2 separate regions of the Oryctolagus cuniculus genome follow, and region 1 is linked to region 2. A link is a contact called in public Micro-C data. All regions are on one chromosome and are shown on one strand. The core of a region is the stretch at or near the end of the contact, and the rest is flanking DNA. Distances in the headings are between cores, read along the strand shown. Region 1 holds the start of FAM227B (family with sequence similarity 227 member B). Region 2 holds the start of COPS2 (COP9 signalosome subunit 2).

Region 1 (3,064 bases), core at 462-2,961, 420 kb before region 2:
TGAAAGGGAAATGTTTTTGCCTCCTCTCCCTGCCTCACCTACACACTCTCACCTATGGCTGAGGTGGCCACATAGAAGAGGCCAGCAGTTATAATACTGCAGCTCCCTTCAAGAGTCTCTGACACCATATGATCACAGCGTCTGTCCTGACCTAGCCAACAGCCTGTCTTCAATGTGTACCAATCATTTGTTGCAGTTTTGTTATTCAAAACCTTCAAGGCTTACTTATTAGCATCAAATATGTGTGGGGAAATACAACTGAAGTCCTGGGAGTTAAAAAGACAGAAAACATAAAAAGACTATTCTTAGGGAACTATTAAATAGTTTTAGAACCTTGATGTTACATCCATCATTCTGCAACTTAGGCTAAAAACAAATTTTTATTCCTCTTTCTACCCAATTTCCCCCAAAAACTAACTAAAGACACCAAGCTGCATCAATTTTATCCTGCATAGAACCTTGTATTTTCAGTCTCAAAGTCAGGACAGTGATTCAGTTCCTAATAACTCATGGATGGGTCAGGACACTCTTACAGCTCCTTACCTTTGAGCACTTATTATTGGTTCCACATATTTGACATGGAAAAATACACTTAATTTGGAGGTACCTTTGAGTGAGGCTGTCCCTCCCAGGAGATTCAACTGTGTAACAGCAGAATTCTTTCTTGATCTCACCTATCCCTTAATCTAATGCACTTAGAATTCAACAAACACTAATGAAATCAAAGCCATTTTGCGAAATGACTCTGGTACACACCTTGCTGCTTAAGTACCTGAAAAACTACCTTCGTGGGCTATCTGGAGCCTGGCACAAGTGACAGCCTGGCAAAACATTTTTTGTTTTGTTTTGTTTTGCTTTACAAAACAGCAGAAACCGTTCTTTGCTTTTTAATTCGGTACTAGATAAAATCCACTTCAAATTTTCTTTCTGGAGTATTTTTAAGAACCTAGTGCCATAATATAATCACATCCAACATCCATTGTCTGAAATCTAAGGTATCAGCTACATATATATGATATATAGGACCATATATGACATATATATGACAAATAGGCCCTCCCACAGCACCCACTGATAGGCTGATAGACGACTTGCTTTAGTTTTTTCCTCGTACACTGGACTTCAGTCCTTACATATTGTGATCTTAAACCAGTTCCCAAATTTATTACACTAACTCTGTAGAACTGGCGCCCGAAAAAATGTTAATGTACTTCCTTCCTTATCTACATTCACAAGAAATAATTCAGACACAACAAACAGACTCCGTTGCTTATTATGTAGCCACAATATTAATATTTTAAATACATCGCGTGGCATGCCTATTCCCACAACTGTACTGGACTTCCGAGATGACTGACCCTTCACAAACCACTCCAAAGACAAAAAAAAAAAAAAATGGAGTTTCTAGGAGTCTGAAGGAACACTTTCCTTAGGACAGAAAAATCCGAAAATCACTGTTTAATTTTTTTTTTTGAGGAAAAATCTGTAAGCTTTTTTTCCGAAAGGGCCCGCTAGATCTTACAAACCCAAGAGGCAGGGACCAGGGCTGCCCTCACAGGCGACAACCAGCGCGTCCTCCGCTGGCGCCCTGTTCAGGAGCGTCCACTTCCCGCGGCCGCGCGGCTCGGGCCAGACCGCTGAAGCGGCGCGCAGACCCGCACGGGGGATGGGAGTGGGATTAATCACACCTGCACAGCTCGCGGGTTCTCGCGCAGCTCCACGAGTCTTCCGCCTCCCGAGCCCGAGGCGCGCGCCGGGCCGTGACCGCGCACGGACCGAGCGGAGCGCTTTCCGGGAGACACCCGAGGGAGGAGCTAGGCGGTTGCCGCGGCAAAGGTAACTGACGGGCGGCGGGGCGGGGTTAGACGGGAAGTCCCGCCTCCGCCTCTCTCTCCTCGGGCCCTGTAGCCCTTCTGAGAGACTCTGTGGGAGCCGGGCTTGGGCCGCTGGGGCGAGGCCCTCACCCCGGCCGTCCTGGCGCAGAGCTCGCTCGAGGCTGACTGGGACATCAAAACGGGAACGCGGTGCTGGGAATGCATTCTCAAGGCTTAGTTGCAGTGAGCTGTGAACCAGTGCTGACCCCACTGAACACTGACCATTTTACCAATCCTCGGTGTATTTAAATTGTGAGAACTTGGGTCTGTTACTTTTCTGTATCAAGTGTTTCATGTGCTACGCAGTGCTGAAAGCTACTAGAAAAATCGAAAGATTATACTATGGAGTTTGCCCTTCTGGATATAAAAAGCAGCAAAAGCAAAGTCTTTAACCAGGAATAGTTCACAGCCATTTTCTCTCTTTTTTTTTTAAACTTAAATCTTAAGTTTTATCAAACTAGTTTGCACAGACTAAAAAGTAAATTATATATTTAATTATTAGCGTGTGGGGTTGTTATTTGTAAGGAACCAGTTACTCCAAAATATGTCAGCTTGAAATGACCATTTTATTATATTCGTGAGCTGTATGGTCAGTGGGGCACAATATGTTGGCCTTTTTTATGGTAACAACTGGTGAGCCTAGGCATGCTACCAGAATTCCTGTTTACAACTCCTCCATGTGGCCTGGGCTTCCTCCCAGAATGGCAGTAGCACTGTCAGACTTCAGTTTAGACCCTTGTCTTCAAAAGGAGTATTTAAATAAACAGGGCAGAAACTGCATGTGCTTTTCTGACCTAACCTCAAAAACTAACAGTTTGCTTTAGTCCATTTTTTATTGTCACAGTTTTGAAGGGCCAGGAGCACGCACTGGCTTATTCTTGGCTTTCTTGAGGGTCTCGTGGCAGATGGCATCAGGATATCAGGAGTTCCTACAGCAGAGATAAAGAGACAGGAAGTCATATTTAGCTATTATAACCCACACTTAAAGGAACCAACTAACTTTCTAAGACCAGCATTACCCAGGGCAATGACCAGAATGAACTAATCACTTTCCAGGAGCCCCCACCTCACCCACCACCACCACCACCTCCACCATCCCTTAAAAGTTCCATGGCATCCCAAAATCCACACACTGATGACCAGATGTCCAACATATGACCCCTTGGAGGACACGCTAAGCTACATCCAGA
Region 2 (3,288 bases), core at 516-3,015:
GGCCATTTGGGGAGATGGAAGATATTTCTGTGTGTGTGTGTATGTGCATGTGTGTAACTCTGCCTTTCAAATAAACAAAAATTCTTCAATTATTTATGATTGAATAAACTTGATGTCAACAAAAGTAAAAAAGAATATCTTAGCTACTCAAAGTATTCAGGAGAGGCTCTGTAAATGAGATAACATTTAAATGGACTCCTAAGGACAGGAAAGATTTCTCCACATTCCCTGTACAAAAAGATTAATTCATTCACATGTTTATTCAATAAGCATTTACTAATACCTATGTACCCAAATAGCATGCTAAGGACTGTGAATGCCTTTTCATTTGCTTTTAACAAATTTCCAAATTGGGCTTAATAAATTTGGCTATGGCCAAGGAAATTATGCTCAAAACTCAGCATCCATTTTCCTAGTGTTCCTAGTCACCAATTTACTTGCATGATCCTTTCCTCATTACAGGAGTAAGGAATTCCAATTAAAAACAGAAAATTATGTAAATAAATTCAATGTGAATCATCACACAGTTTTACACATGGAATCAGTATGTGTTAGTAAAACGGCACCATGTTACTTGTGGCGCCATCTATGCCCCATCTATGTGAGGGTAGGTATTTGGGGCAGCATAAAGTCACCACCTGACTCCCGCATCCCTTATCAGAGTGCCTGAGTTTCAGTCTCCACTGCACTTCCAATTCAACCCCTGCTAATGCACACTCTGACAGGCAGCAGGTCAGGGCTCAAGTACTTGGGCCCCTTCCACCTAAGTGGGAGGCCTGAATTGGGCTGCAGGTTCCTAGCTTTGCCTTACTGCTCTTATAAGAATTATGACACAACATCCAGTGAGTATTAAAAAACCCGACTGTAATTCCTTTTCTTGGATATTTTTTCTAAGAAAAAATAAAATGTCAAAGATATTCACTTAAGAATTGTTTCAAATAGTGCTATTTTTGCAACATGCTGGATGTACAGTAATAATGGATAAATTAGAGCATGCTGCTACATGCAAAGGAGGGATTATTACATAACCATTGAAACAGTAATTGTCAAGAATATATCGGCCCCTGCCTCTACAAAATTGGTGTAAACAGAATCCAAAATTACATCTGGGCCACAACTATGTTTATAGACTAAAAGGAACAAAACCGGACGTTGATATGGAAAAAGCTACCTGTCTGATAAACAGTTTTTCCTCTTATATTTTCTCTTTTTTCTGCTCATGGCTTTGTGCAAGAAAAATGCAACTTTTAAAAATAGGTCGTTAACTATTACCTTAATTTCGTCAAGGCAGTAAAGGTCAGTTTATAACCCAATAAGATTTAAGGCGCCTCAACTGTTGACATACGAGTATACCTACTTTGAGATATCCACTTAATTGTTTCCCCGACTACAAATATAACCAACATTGCGTGTCAACTGTGTTGCTGAAAGGGTCGCGAACCATCACAAAACATCCACCGCAACGTGTGGACCAAATGCATGTAGATAACGGTGGCAAAAATAATACAACCTGTCATACAGCACGGTCATTCTCTGCCTTTTACCCGCGAAAGGCTTCTGGTCCTAGACTGGCTCTTTCTTTGACCAGAATGAGATAGTTCCAGACTCGCAGGCAAAAGAGAACTGTTCCCTCACGCTGGAGGCTGGAAACTGCTCGACCAGCGCGCAAGGTTCCGATTCCCCAGTTGCTATGTTTAGTTGCTAAGGCACCAACCGTCTCGCAGGAAGAGCCGGGTCGTGTGCCTCCTTTTGGCGTCGTAGCTAATCCTCTCGGTGCTGAGCACATTGGTTCCGGGAGGAAACGCAGCTCCTCTAAGAGCCACGGGAAGGCGAAGAGAAGCTGGGAGTGACGCGCTGAGCCGCGGAGGATTGTGGGAGGAGGTTGTCTCCAATTTCTCCTCCCCCTCCCCCCACCCGGCCAAGATGTCTGACATGGAGGATGATTTCATGTGCGATGATGAGGAGGACTACGACCTGGTGAGGCGCAGGGGACGGAATGCTGGGACTGGAGATGGTGTCTGGCTTTCCGGGCCGGGGCTGTGGTGGCCGCGGCCTTTCCCTGTGGAGCATGTGCCCCTTCCAGCTTGTCCCGGTGTAGTGACAGGACGGGTTTACCTCCTCCCCCTTCCCGCACCGGGCCTGGGCCCTGCTTCTCCAGCACGGGGGCAAGAGAGGGTCAGGGAGGCTGCTAAGGGGGTCCCAGGCATTGCGTTCCGAGTCCAGGCGCCTCCTTGGTTTACACGGACGCTCCTGACCGCGGGCCTCCGGTTCTCGCTGCCTCCTGCCTCCTCCCTTCCACGCGAGACGCCTCAGGGACCGTGCAGCGGTCTAGGCCCTGGCTTTGCCCTTTCGGGCCCAGCATTCCGGGCCCTTGTGCTTCACACTTGAACTGAGCAGGTTGTTAAATGCTGGGAGAAGAGTCTGAGAACTGGGGGGCCATCCTGCTGCCAGGCCTGGCCCGGAAACGCTACTTGTGAGTCTCCTGGAGGTAGCGACCTCACAGTCTTGTCCAGGGCCGGTTCTGGTCCCAGGTAGAGGTGCAGTGGACAGGTCAGAACAAGGAGAACTGCAAAAGTTGTTGAACTGTGTGTTCGGTTCTTTAAGGAGAAAAGCTGGGGAGGAGGTGTTGCTGCTGCTGCCGCCTGGCTTGTTGTTTTGGAGGAGGGGTAAGGGGATTGAACCAATGGCTTTTTCCTTAACTTAGGAATTACCCAGTATTCAAAGTTTAAAATATCAACAGGGTAGGAATAAACGGATCTACCTACTTGACTGGTGCTTTTTAAAGATGGAAGGTTTAATTTAAGAATGCGCTTAATAACATTTCTGGTTGCTTTTCAAAAACATTATCTGGGAACCAAGACAAATTATCTTGACCAAAAATTAGCGCCAGCTTTGCTTTGCTGCTTTTTGCCTTTTTTTTTTTTAATTTTTATTTTCATTTTCTTTTAATGTGGGCTGTTTGGTTCTTATGTATTGTAATGATGCTGCATTATCATCAAGTTGTTAAGTAGATTCTTTGGGAAGTGTGTCTCATCTTAACATCTTAGTGCCCGAGATTCTCAAGTTATGAATATATTTGTTTTTAATTTGTATGTAATGTATATTTGTATAGGACAGTCCATAAGTCATCTCAAATTAATCTTTGCATTCTAGAAGAAGGCACATTTTGTAAAAGGAATAGGGAAATGCTTACTGTTACTTGAAAATCATAATAGATTTAGACAATTCTTTAGTTGGAGTTTTGCTAATAGTTATGGTTCTACATTACATTTCCATTTATGCGACCCA

The links. A called contact is a pair of places that touch in the nucleus more often than the background predicts.
Region 1: a Micro-C map of ear pinna shows a contact between it and region 2, with 15 times the contacts expected there. The contact joins the promoter of FAM227B here to the promoter of COPS2 in region 2. A contact is called at or near these places in 3 of 6 Hi-C or Micro-C datasets (ear pinna, psoas muscle and an unstated tissue).

The regions. Positions count from the first base shown.
Region 1 is chr12:72,385,792-72,388,855 of mOryCun1.1, reverse strand. FAM227B (family with sequence similarity 227 member B) reads left to right here and starts at 1,711. Exons shown (of 16, transcript XM_070054161.1): 1 at 1,711-1,836. DTWD1 (DTW domain containing 1) reads right to left here and starts at 1,837. Exons shown (of 5, transcript XM_070054164.1): 1 at 1,689-1,837. It also overlaps the pseudogene LOC138844682.
Region 2 is chr12:71,967,304-71,970,591 of mOryCun1.1, reverse strand. COPS2 (COP9 signalosome subunit 2) reads left to right here and starts at 1,765. Exons shown (of 13, transcript XM_002717813.5): 1 at 1,765-1,977. The coding sequence starts at 1,924. GALK2 (galactokinase 2) reads right to left here and starts at 1,700. Exons shown (of 10, transcript XM_008269030.4): 1 at 1,511-1,700. The coding sequence starts at 1,530.